Regions from separate parts of the Rattus norvegicus genome. Here region 2 is linked to region 1. The links are chromatin contacts, called in public Hi-C maps. All regions are on one chromosome and are shown on one strand. The core of a region is the stretch at or near the end of the contact, and the rest is flanking DNA. Distances in the headings are between cores, read along the strand shown. Region 1 overlaps Vti1a (vesicle transport through interaction with t-SNAREs 1A). Region 2 overlaps LOC103691380 (a long non-coding RNA gene).

Region 1 (6,696 bases), core at 2,091-4,590:
TAAGGTGCGACTCAAGCAGCAGGAGGGGTGGGGAGCCAAGGAAGGAGTAAAGGCCAACAAGGTGTGAGGAAGCTGGTGTCCAAGACTGAGGAGGAAGTGAGCCTTAGCTTCTGGGATTAGGGATTAGGATCTCAAAATGAGCCTTTACTTTATTTGGTGGAAAAACTCATTAAGTCTCCATTAGAGTTCAGTTTCATTTGGAGCCAGACAGAAAAATAACAATGCTTACTGGCTCTTATTAAGTTTAACTAATCATTTAAAAAGAAAAACCTTCAAATTTCCCACCAGTAAGTATTTACAGGCCCTATTAGTGGTCCTTAGAAATTAATCAAATTATTTTTAGGTTTTTCTGTTTGAGTTTTGTTTTTAAGATTTTTTTCTTTAATTTTAAAATGAAATGAGTTCACAGCTATAACAGGAAAGACCTGGAATACGCATGGGACTGGGAGAGTGCATCACTGGATGGCTTCTGAGTGCAAAAAAGAATGTTGCCACAAAACAGGTGTTGCACCATCTGAATGCTGGAAACAAGAACACATAATTTTGAAGGGGAAAAAAGTATCTACACTTGGCTAGAAAGAGCAAAGTTGTGTTAAAAATAGCTTCTTGTAATATTTTGGTCGGTTTCTGGTGTTCCTGCGTGTGTGTGTGGGGGGGTTTTTTTTAGCAATCAACATAATTATGCAGTGCAACAGGGTAGTGTTTATGCACATTCCCATTTATACAGTGTGCACAAACAGGGCTGATGGACACATGGGGCTGTGGCCACCTCCTTGACCTCTGCCTCCCAGGAAGCCCATGTGCAGTCTTCAGGCTGGAGTACTGACCTCCAGTTCAGCTCTGTCTGTGCCCAGGGCCCAGTGCTCACTCTGTAAGGAATACAGTCTGAGCCTCAGAAAACTGTTTCCATGAAGGAAGTCAACATGCTAATGGTTACACACACACACACACACACACACACACACACACACTCTCTCTCTCTCTCTCTCTCTCTCACACACACACACACACATTCTCTCTCACACACACACACATTCTCTCTCTCTCTCTTTCTCTCTCTTTCTCTCACACACACACTCTGTCTCTCTGTCTCTTTCCCTTTGTCTGTCTGTCTCTCTTCCCATTCCCTCCCCCACTCTCTCCATGTGCTCATGGCTGGCCATTCTCTCTCTCTCTCTCTCTCTCTCTCTCTCTCTCTCTCTCTCTCTCTTTCTCTCACACACACACAGACACACACACACACACACACACACACACACACACACACACACACACACACACTGTAATCCTAATAAGACATGACAGCATATATAAAACCCTACATCGTTCCCTGTGACTCGGTTTGTAAACTGTGGGGTCTCTTCTGGGAAGTGGAGGAGGCCATTTCCACCTGTAGGAATATCCCAGCTTGCCAAACCATTGCATTTACGGAGATGGTTCTAAATGCCAACTTTACACAAAAGTGACCAAAGTGTCTCCTTTTTTAAAATCTGTGAAGAGAGCTCAGATGCCAAACTGGCACAGGGAAGCACCAATGCAGTGCAGCTCAGTTCGGCCCACGCAGACGGCACAGGGAAGCACCAATGCAGTGCAGCTCAGTTCGGCCCACGCAGACGGCACAGGGAAGCACCAATGCAGTGCAGCTCAGTTCGGCCCACGCAGACGGCACAGGGAAGCACCAATGCAGTGCAGCTCAGTTCGGCCCACGCAGACGGCACAGGGAAGCACCAATGCAGTGCAGCTCAGTTCGGCCCACGCAGACGGCACAGGGAAGCACCAATGCAGTGCAGCTCAGTTCGGCCCACGCAGACGGCGCAGGGAAGCACCAATGCAGTGCAGCTCAGTTCGGCCCACGCAGACGGCACAGGGAAGCACCAATGCAGTGCAGCTCAGTTCGGCCCACGCAGACGGCACAGGGAAGCACCAATGCAGTGCAGCTCAGTTCGGCCCACGCAGACGGCACAGGGAAGCACCAATGCAGTGCAGCTCAGTTCGGCCCACGCAGACGGCACAGGGAAGCACCCAGCTGCAGTGCAGCTCAGTTCGGCCCACGCAGACGGCACAGGGAAGCACCAATGCAGTGCAGCTCAGTTCGGCCCACGCAGACGGCGCAGGGAAGCACCAATGCAGTGCAGCTCAGTTCGGCCCACGCAGACGGCGCAGGGAAGCACCAATGCAGTGCAGCTCAGTTCGGCCCACGCAGACGGCACAGGGAAGCACCAATGCAGTGCAGCTCAGTTCGGCCCACGCAGACGGCACAGGGAAGCACCAATGCAGTGCAGCTCAGTTCGGCCCACGCAGACGGCACAGGGAAGCACCCAGCTGCAGTGCAGCTCAGTTCGGCCCACGCAGACGGCGCAGGGAAGCACCAATGCAGTGCAGCTCAGTTCGGCCCACACAGACGGCACAGGGAAGCACCCAGCTGCAGTGCAGCTCAGTTCGGCCCACGCAGACGGCGCAGGGAAGCACCAATGCAGTGCAGCTCAGTTCGGCCCACGCAGACGGCACAGGGAAGCACCCAGCTGCAGTGCAGCTCAGTTCGGCCCACGCAGACGGCACAGGGAAGCACCAATGCAGTGCAGCTCAGTTCGGCCCACGCAGACGGCACAGGGAAGCACCCAGCTGCAGTGCAGCACAGTTCGGCCCACGCAGACGGCACAGGGAAGCACCCAGCTGCAGTGCAGCTCAGTTCGGCCCACGCAGACGGCACAGGGAAGCACCAATGCAGTGCAGCTCAGTTCGGCCCACGCAGACGGCACAGGGAAGCACCCAGCTGCAGTGCAGCTCAGTTCGGCCCACGCAGACGGCACAGGGAAGCACCAATGCAGTGCAGCTCAGTTCGGCCCACGCAGACGGCACAGGGAAGCACCAATGCAGTGCAGCTCAGTTCGGCCCACGCAGACGGCACAGGGAAGCACCAATGCAGTGCAGCTCAGTTCGGCCCACGCAGACGGCACAGGGAAGCACCCAGCTGCAGTGCAGCTCAGTTCGGCCCACGCAGACGGCACAGGGAAGCACCAATGCAGTGCAGCTCAGTTCGGCCCACGCAGACGGCACAGGGAAGCACCCAGCTGCAGTGCAGCTCAGTTCGGCCCACGCAGACGGCACAGGGAAGCACCAATGCAGTGCAGCTCAGTTCGGCCCACGCAGACGGCACAGGGAAGCACCAATGCAGTGCAGCTCAGTTCGGCCCACGCAGACGGCACAGGGAAGCACCAATGCAGTGCAGCTCAGTTCGGCCCAAGCAGATGGTGGTTTGACTTTCACACGTGCTCCGCGGCTGGCGTCCTCGTCAGCAGTGTGTCTGTTCCAATGGGCTGATGGCCAGAGTCCTGTTCCTGTGACTCAGGGCAGCTACGCACCTCGCCCATTCACACAGAGGACTTTGGCAGCACCACTTACACAAGCTATGAGATGTGAATCAGCATTCTGTGGCGCCGTTTTCCTGTGTGTCCCCTGTGTTAGACTGGCCTGGCTCCAGCAAGGTTACATAAGCTATAAGCTATACAAGCTGGCCCACCACTGAGGAAGAGAACCGCCGAGCAGTCCCTTTCAGGAATACGACTGGTAGGCTGGAATGCAGACACCAGCCTGTGATAGCATTCTAGAACATCTGAATATTTTGGATAATTCTGCTTTCAAAATTAATCCAATGTAAATACATCATGGTCACTTTGTTTCAAAACTCTATAGAATTAAATGTACTGTACAATTAAATGCACAGACATTTCTTTCTATGTATAACCTCAATTATAGAAAATCCTCTCTATAAATGTATGGTGTGAAGTTGTCAGTTCAACTTGCTGGACATGAGCTACAGACACACACCCCCGTCCCCACCCACTGAAAGGGCCAGTGGCTCTGCCACAGCCCACGGGTCAATGCAGAAGTGCGAGGGAGAAACGCTTGGCCGTAAGACGTCAGCCCACAGCCTGGGCAGCTCATCCTACTGTCAGTCACGCTGAGTTGTAGGGAAGAATGGAGGGGAGCAAGCCGGCCCAGGCAAGGGAGCTGCTGTCACATACACGAACAGGCCCCTACTTCCCAGGCAAGGCAGACCTGGTGAGGGAGCAGTGTTTGGGGCCATGCTGACATTCTCCCAGAAGTGAGCATAGAGTGCATGTTACCTTGGGAATGAAAGTCATTTTGGTGAGCTTGGTCTTTTCTTTTCCTATCATATTCCTCCGCACTCATATTGCTCAGTCATAACCTGGGAAATAGCTTGACTTCTTAAGCAAAGTGGGGACTCTATCCCTCATGAGTTCTCACTATCAGGCTCTGCCACCCACTGTCAGCTGCTCCAGTTAATCCTCCGTTACAGTCCTGGACACTGGGATAGGGCTTTGGTAGCAGCAGCAAAGTCACCTATGATAATAGTAATAATGGTGAGGGGATGCTGAGCAAGCAGGACCAATAAAGTCAAGGACACATGTGTCCCTGTCTCTTCTGAGTCTGTGCTAAGCTAGATGTTCTTCAATGCGCTGTGGACTGTAGGCGAGCGGTCTGTCCACACCTCAGTGCCTCAGCTTCCCTGAAAGCTCAATGTGAACTCTGACACGGTGTGCTTTAGAGATGGGAGAAGACAGGAGTGTGGTATATGTGACTGACACAGTGTGCTTTACAAATGGTAGAGGACAGGAGTGCGGTATATGTGACTGACACAGTGTGCTTTACAAATGGTAGAGGACAGGAGTGCGGTATATGTGACTGACACGGTGTGCTTTACAAATGGTAGAGGACAGGAAGACAAGAGTACAGTATATGTGACTGCCATATGGCAGGTAACTTTGGGTATTCTGAAAGGGAAAAAGTAACTTATTTGGCAGCAAGAAAAAGCCCTGCCAGTGTGCATCCATACAAGTCGCCTGTCACTTTAAGGGCCGAAATAGGAAAACCTGTACCAGTTCTGTATTCCGTTCCTTCTTTTCAACTCATTCTAAGTTGCCCCCTGGGAGTTCGCCCTGCACCAAAAGTCTCTTTCAGTCCACAGCTAACTCTGTCTATTAAGCTTGCCCACCCTGCTCTGCCGTAACACTGCCTCCTTTGTACTTGCTTGGTGAACTGACCAGCCACACAGTACAATGGCCACAATGACTAAATTACACTGCCTGTCACCGCCTTTTGTGTCACACCTCTGACAGGTGCCATTACCGTGATAGGCAAATTGTAATAATCCATTCACAGTACCCACAGCCTTAATAATGTATTTTTTTATTTTACATAATCTGTGTGAATGCCACAAGGCATCTGAATAGTTAGTAAACACACAGGCCTGAAAGACTGAGCCACATGGAATGCGGCCGCCAACAAAGGAGCCCAGGACAGCAGACCTGAATGCAGCCACGTTCCTCATAACGCGGATATACTTACAAATACATCCAGGGGAGAAATGGCCTCCAGACTTCAGAGTTTTCTAAAACAAACTTATGGACCAGAGAGAGTAAAAAACAGGGTATTACCAGTCTGAAATGGGTATCTGTGTTAAAACTACACACTTACGGCAGGCAGGTGAGTAGAGCCTTACCAATCCTCTGAGGATGGCAGGCACCTGGGGTGAGCCCTGCTCCCATCCATCCCACTGTGGCTTCCCCTCAGCCTTTACCTCAGGTCACTGCTCGAGCTCTCCCACTTGCCTGAGCTACTAGACTAGTCTTCCATCTTCTGTAGTGTCTAACTAACTAACTAACTAACTACTAACTAACTAACTACTGCAACTGGCTTCTTATTTGTTGGCTTCCACGACGGGACAAGGCCCAGTCACTTCCACATCCTCTGTCACCTCTTTCAAACACCTCTGCCTCCAGAATGCTCAGCAGCTCTCTTTCCCATCGCCGTTCTCGTTCAGAGCTTACTCACCCTGCTGAGTGCAAGCGTGCTCCACCAACCAGCACTGCATCTGACTGTGAGTGGGGTGGGAGCCACTGTCATCCCTTGACCACTTTGTTCAACATAACCTTGGACAGTGACGAGTTACCCCTCCCCCGCCCCTCGGCTCTCCTTACTACATAGAAATTGGCTGCCGATTCATTTATGGCGCAATGCTTTCCTGATACTTTTAATTCTAAACATGCAAGATCTCTTCCAGCTCGCTTAGAGAAATCTCATCTTTGCGCATGGATGAAAGGGGAAATACGAGCAAAAGTAAGCAAGCTGAGTTTCCAGGAAAGCGCTCACATCAGTTGTCTACACTTTTGAACTCCTGTTTTCCATCAGTGTCCCCGGGTGCTCAACCACACTGCTCACACTCTGACAAGCATTCACCACTAGTGTTCAGGCATCCAGTCTGTCAGATGCCAGTAGGTGAAACGCACCTTAATTTCAGAAATGTTAAACTGTGAAAAGGCACACATTTCACAACCATAGGATGTAATAAATCTGCATTTATTTATTGGGTACTTAATACTATATCCACCACACCAAACTCAATATTTTAGGGACATTGTTTAAATATCATAGTTTTAAAAATAATATATAAGATGGTGTAAGTCATGAATTCAAGAAGGTGATGTGCTTTAGTAATGAGGTTACACATAGAGGAGAGCAGAGAGCTTGCCCCTTACCATAAGCACAGAGGAAAGGAAGTGATCTGCAAGCAGAGGAAGGGTCAGCCAATAGGAACTGAAGCTGCCAGCATCTCGGCCTCGGGCTATATAGCAAGCTCTTCAACTGTGGGAAGTATGTACTGTCTCAGCCTCC
Region 2 (6,231 bases), core at 1,660-4,159, 710 kb before region 1:
TGGCTGTGCCCACACATTCTTGGTTCCTTCATCTCTAATGCTCAGTAAGGACCCCAGGGGCTAGTCCATGGAGATAGCAATAAGAAACGTGGAGGAGGGAAGAGAGAACGTGACATAAAAGATCTCGTATGATATCCCAGTTAGCTTTTTGTCACGTTGACACAAGCTAGAGTCATCTGGGAAGAAAAAAAAACATAAATTAAGAAAATGTCCCCATCAGATTGGCCTGCTATCAAGTCGGTGGGCATTTTCTTGATCAATAATTGAGGTTAGATGACTCAGCCTACTGTGGGCAGGGCAACCTTGGCAGATGGTCCTGGGTTGTATAAGCAAGAAATCTGAGCAAGCCCTGGATAGCAAGCCCTGGATAGCAAGCCAGTAAGCAGTGTTCCTCTCTGATCTCTGCTTCACTTTCTGCTTACAGAGTTCCCGCTTTGACGTCCTGCCCTGATTTTCCTCACGGATGACTGCGACCTGGAGCTGTAAGTTAGAATAAACTCTCTTCTCTCCAAGTTACTTATGGCCACGGTGTTTTTACCACAGCAACAGAACCCCTGACTAAGCCGCATGACTTAGGAATGACTGGGTATAAATGCATTTAAATTACTTACACTTTCCACCTTATTAGGATCTCCTGGTATGTCTTAAGTGACAGACCCAGTAGTCGTGGTTCTCTACTGCCTAGAGAAAGGAAGCTAGTGGGAGATGTGCTGGATTGCAGGCGCCTTATGGAATCACCCACGGTTCACAGGAAGTAAACACTGACTAGAAACACCGCCATACTTGCCCAAGAGCCCCAGCTAAAGGACTTCAGCTCCCTTCCGGGGACTTTATCAACATACCTTTTTGTGTGGAATAAAACACCTCTTGAAATAACATCTCAACTTGAGGAAAGATGTTTAAAAGAAATGGTCTTGAGGGGAAGAAAGCACACAGGGCTCCCGATGGCTCCCCGAAAGTCATAGGCTGTGTGGAAGCTAAAAGAGGCACTCATATCTTAGTCTTTTACAGTTCCACAATGCTAAGGTTTCTTACCACAGCTATGCACTGTCTCATCTTAAGACATGGAGATACCGGTCCTGTTCTCAGGAGCACGCTCTGTGGAAACTGCCCCTAGAACCTTCTCCACGATTAAAAAGAAAAAAAAAAATGGGAGGAAATTACTTCCTCTAGGCGGCCGTTCCAGGTGGGACACATTACTGCCATTCCTTACCTGAAGGATGAGCTTCGTTAATTCCACCTATTATTTATCGACCCACCCTAGAGCTACACCGTGAGTAAGAGCCAGGAACAGGCCCGGGGAGCCAGGCCTACAGACTGTGCAAGGGAGGTGCCTGCTTGGTCTGAGCATTTCTCTCAAGGAGGCCGACAGTGCGTTACCAGTTTGGGCCTCTGGTCCCGTCTTTATGACATGTGTTCTGGTGGGACAGGAGCCAAGGAAGCTCCTGGCTTCCAAGGAAGGCTTAAAGGCTCCAGAGGCCCGACCCAGCCGAAGGTTCTGGGAAGGCTTCTCTCCACATGCGACTTTGTGGCCGGGAACAGGGAGATGAGGAGCCGGACTGATGAGGTGAGAGGACTGGGATCTGGGCTGAGCACCCAGACAGGCCCTGAGGTTCCCAAGGACAGCCCAGCCTTCAGGAGCCTCAGAGCCTCAAGGGCAGACACAGGATGGGGCCAAGAAGTCACGTGGTAGCTTGAAGAGTGTGGGATTCTAAACTTTTCCCTGAGAACAGTTCAAAGTTCCTGAGAGGTTTCTCCTAACGGGCGTATTCCACTTGGCCCCACCCGGTCCAAACTCTACTCCTGCCAATTATGGGCGCCTTGTGATCCGCTTCATAGCAGAACCAAGCCACCCCAGAGAAGATCCTTTAAGCATGACAGCCTATGTTGCCTCTTCCCCTCTCTTTGTCTCTTGCTGTCTGGTAGAGACCATAAAATCTATCCAGGGAACTTTTGGCGAGGAACGCAAATTAAACTAATTGTTCTAGCCTCACAGCCTTGCCCAGAGCTTCAAAAGGGGCATCGAATACCACCACCCCGACCAGTGAGACAAGCGAATTAAAACTGGTGGGGCCAGAAGTGGCTGTGGATTTGCCAAGGACCTCTTGGCAGGTCCCAGGTACTCTGAGCGTCATGCTTTGGCTGGTAGTCAAGGGAGGACCCTCCCATGTCCTGTCGAAAACGTGTATTTATAGGTTTAATTATGTGAATTCACTTGCTCTTTGCTCAAAGAAAGTAGAGACAGGGTCGTTTTAATGCTCCACAGAAATGAAACTGTATTGAAGCCAGCCTGACCTCAGACTGAATGTCAGAGCCGTTGGGTTTTCCAGCAGGAACACAATACTTTTTATAGAATGGGAAGTCAATTGAAAAATCATTAAAAAGTAGAGTTGGGAAGGGCTCTGTGCTCACTAAGGTTAGGTCCCTAGAGCCACTATAGCCTTGGTCCCTGTGGGGAAGGGTCTAATGCTTTGTCCACTCAAAGTTTTAAATATCTCACCAAGGGCTCATTCCTGGGAATACCTCTCCCGGGGTGCCAGATCTCGCCCCGCGCATGAGTCAAGGCTCCTTCTCGCTCTTCGGCCTCACTCAGCTCAATGGTGTAGATAGGCGTATGCTGTGTTTGAAACAAAAGGCCTTGCCTTTGCTTCCCTTTCATCCCCAGGTCTCCTACCTGTGGAAACTTCCAGATCTGGAAGGGGGAGGGGGGAGGGGCAAGCCGAACAAGTAGCCATTCGTTCCGAAAGCGGCCATTTCAAGAAGCCAAACTCCAGGCCTGCAGCCTGCAGCGGACGTTTCTGCTCTGGGAACAGGCAGGATCCATGAAATCCGCCTTACTAAAAGCTCAAGGAACCAGCCCAGAGCTGAGCTGCCTCTTGCTTGTAGCTGGGACAGAAGGTGGCAGCATAGCATCAGGCTGCAAGGGCTGCGGTCCCGCTGAAGCTGGGGACCATCCTAACCCTCCCGGGGCATCCAGATTCCTCCTCTAGCGCCAAGCATGCCCTGCTTAGGCTAGGAGTGACCCGAAAATTCAGCTTTTAAAGGTGAACCTCGAACATCCAGAAGTGTTCGAACACAGTCTATTTTCTACGTTAAAAAAAAAAAAAAAGTCATGTCGCCAGAGTAAATCTGAAAGATACCAAATGTGTCATGGGGAGGGCCCCACATACACATATTCACAAACACGAACAGCCCATGTAGTAAATTTTTAAATAAATTCAGAATGCGTGCATCTTCCTTCCTTTACATTCTCCCGCCATCTCTGAATTCGCCTCTGCTCTTCCTGTTTTCTTTGGCTATTTTTTTTTTAAACTTGTTTGGTAGTGTTTGCATGTAGTCCTTCGGAAGCAGGGATCCACACAGTAAGCACTTCTGACTCAAGAGCCGGACCCCTGCTGGGTAGCCAATTAAATGCACTGCCCACCAGGGAAAGTGTGATATTTTTTATTACTTTCTAATTTCAGGCCCTGAAATGGCTTCAGTGATCAGAACATTTTTCCTGCCTAAGAAACCTAAAGGAGGCAGCGAAATGATGCCTTTGATTTGTATTTTATTTATAACGGTCCATACTGGCCAAGTGCATGCTAAGGATTTCCCCAGGGCCTCAGAGGGCTTCAGGAGTGGAAAAGCAAGACAAAGAAAGAAAAAAAAAAAAGCACAAAACTTTCTCTCCCAGTCGCCTTGGCAGAGCGGGGGAAACTGTCAGGAGCAGTGGGAACCGCTTTTCTGAGAAGTCGGTGAACTGAGAAAAAATGGATAGAAGAATTGGGACAAAACCATTTCAGTGGATTTAAATCTATTTAAACGACAAGAGTAAATCAAAGCCATGCCTCTTTCTCATTACCAGTGGCCCCAGTGGTGGGGCCTCATAAATGCTGGCTAAGGAAGACTTGCGTTCATTCCTAAGTACATTCACAGGAAGCCCCACCCAAGGTGGAAGGAGGCTCGCTTGTTCCCTTCTCTTCTAGAAAGCATCAGCCTGGAGCAGCAAGGCTTCGAGGGCAAGGAGGAGAAACAACCCGACTCTAATGAGGAAAAGAGAAAAAGAAGTCAAATTCCCCCTGAATGCCTGAATGTTTATTTATTTATCTTTGCAACAAGGTTTAAAATCTAGAAGAGCTGCTGGGTGAAACAAACCACACCAAGCGGCTCACAAAACACCAGAAGCTCAAATTCCGAGCCTTTCCAAATCCTACCCTCCTGCCGCTGGGGTCTTGACTGAAAGTCTTCTTTTCCCCTTTTTTCTTTTCCTTTTCTCCTGACTCACTTGTTTAGCCAGAGGTAATTCTGAATGCTTATCTGAAGTACCTCACTGGCATTCTGGGGGGACATTCCTACTAGTGAGGGCCCCCCTTAAAAACAGGAGCTGTTTCAATTCCCATTAAGCAATTCTCTGTGATGTAAGTCTTTTAATGAACAGTCAGCTCGCGTCGAGACTAACACGTTGAACCCTGCTTGCTAACGATTTTCACAAAATGTGATTCGGAAATTAAAAATCGCAATGTTGTAAGAGGCCGGCTACCGAGTGTTATTAGACAATGCTTTGCTAAGACGATCTTTCCTATCTCTTACGCAGAAACCCCATGGGAACGAAACTGTTTATCCTGACTGTGTACGGCCTCTGCAAGTGCCACTTTATCATAGGATTTAAAGTTCAACAACTTAGCAGACAGTATTTATTATTTAAGGAAAGGTTAAGTGTTTCTTCTGTGCTGCTCTGACTTCAAAATCACAAAGCAATACATCTCCTCCCTCTGCCCCCTTCTTTCTGCTTCCTTCCTTTTCCTCCCTTCCTTTCCCTCCGCCTTCCTTTTCCATCCCCCTCCCTCCTTTCCTTCCTTCCTTCCTTTCTTCTTTCTTTTTTTCTTCCTTCCTCCCTTCTTTCCTTCTTTTCTTCCCTTTTTTAACTTGCAAATTGGATACTGTCAACTTCTTAAAGTCCCTAACAATTCCCTACCCCTTCAGGAAAATTTAACTATATTATTTAAAATGGCCAAACTCCACTTTAAGGAAGAATATTCCATATAGCTTCAGCTAAAAAGAACGTCCCAGATAAAAATATCACCCCCTTTTCAAGCAGAGCCAATTTTACAATACGCGGAAGCACAGGCACTCGAGTGAACTCACAGACACACAACAGGGGATGGAATGCTGGGATGTTTCACCTAGGTGTGCCCTGGGCCTGTCTCACCCCAGCTCACAGAGGCCTCCAACTTCTGGCCTCTGGTATGGGACAGCGGAGTGTTGACCTCTGGGAAGCAGCACTATTTCCAATCAACCAATTTGGCAATGTTGTGTTTTACGGTTTCTAAAATTAATGCTAAATCTAAACAGAAACATTGCTGGTGTGGAACTGTGTTAGAGAAGACGTACATGGCTGGTGTGGAACTGCATTAAAGCGGACGTTGTTCACCTGGTCTCTTCAAATCCGTTCCTTACCAAAACTGACTTCCCAGTTTGTGCCCATCCCGTTTCGAAGGCCTAGTGTTAATTGATCTACATGTAATTAGGTACTGGGAATGACCACGTTTCCCAGGACTCTAGTTTAAACACAGGGCTTCAGAGAAGTCTAGAAGCTGAGAAGAGAGGGGGGAAGGTAGTGCAGAGATACGGGGAGGGGGAAGAGGCTTCTTCTAGCTCCCAGCTTCCCCCACTCTCTGAAGCAACAAGGAACAGAACGATGCTGGTTCAGTCCTTGCGTTGAGCAGAGCTACATTTTTCTAGACTCCTCTACGGAATGTCTTCCCTAATACCCACATGAATTACGAAGTTAACATCTAACCGGATGTCAGGGGTCTGCTCTCCCTGTCCATTGAATATGCACCCATCGTGCCCCTCGGGTTTGTCTGTTTTTGACCCGTTCTCATTTGGATGTTAAAAGGGAGTGGGGTTTCTTTTTGAGTCGCTTCCATTTCGCAGTTTTGGTGAATGGATCCACAAAACTCCAAAGAGCATGTGGACAGAACGGAAGTGAGGGAGGGTGAGGGAGAAGGTACAGAGAAGACCATACAAAACAAACCAACTACCTAATGACTCTCTTTCCCAAAGGGGACTTCTGGCCACCCACCTAACCCTCGGCCACACTTCCTGGGGTAAGCTATCTCCAGGAACACATCCCAGGAAAGCTTGGGGAGCGAGGAGAAACAATCTTTTCAGAAACATGGCTGATTCTTCAACATCTGCCTCTTGCACCCCCATGCCCCGCTTTCCACTCGACCGTTTTAATTTAAG

Evidence for each region. A called contact is a pair of places that touch in the nucleus more often than the background predicts.
Region 2: a contact with region 1 is called in a Hi-C map of psoas muscle, with 4 times the contacts expected there. The contact joins two enhancer-like sites. A contact is called at or near these places in 4 of 12 Hi-C or Micro-C datasets (Schwann cells, kidney, mammary epithelial cells and 1 more).

The regions. Positions count from the first base shown.
Region 1 is chr1:264,466,460-264,473,155 of GRCr8, reverse strand. All of the region lies in intron 5 of Vti1a (vesicle transport through interaction with t-SNAREs 1A), which reads right to left. LOC134485255 (a long non-coding RNA gene) reads left to right here. Exons shown (of 2, transcript XR_010063305.1): 2 at 1-1,281. Among named protein-coding and RNA genes, the nearest start is that of Vti1a, 110 kb to the right of the region's middle. Within about 2 kb of position 3,340, at least 21 of the 93 cell types and tissues checked have an H3K27ac peak or open chromatin away from gene starts, as enhancers often do.
Region 2 is chr1:265,172,544-265,178,774 of GRCr8, reverse strand. It overlaps LOC103691380 (a long non-coding RNA gene), which reads left to right. Exons shown (of 4, transcript XR_590740.4): 3 at 425-482. Among named protein-coding and RNA genes, the nearest start is that of Habp2, 150 kb to the left of the region's middle. Within about 2 kb of position 2,909, at least 4 of the 93 cell types and tissues checked have an H3K27ac peak or open chromatin away from gene starts, as enhancers often do.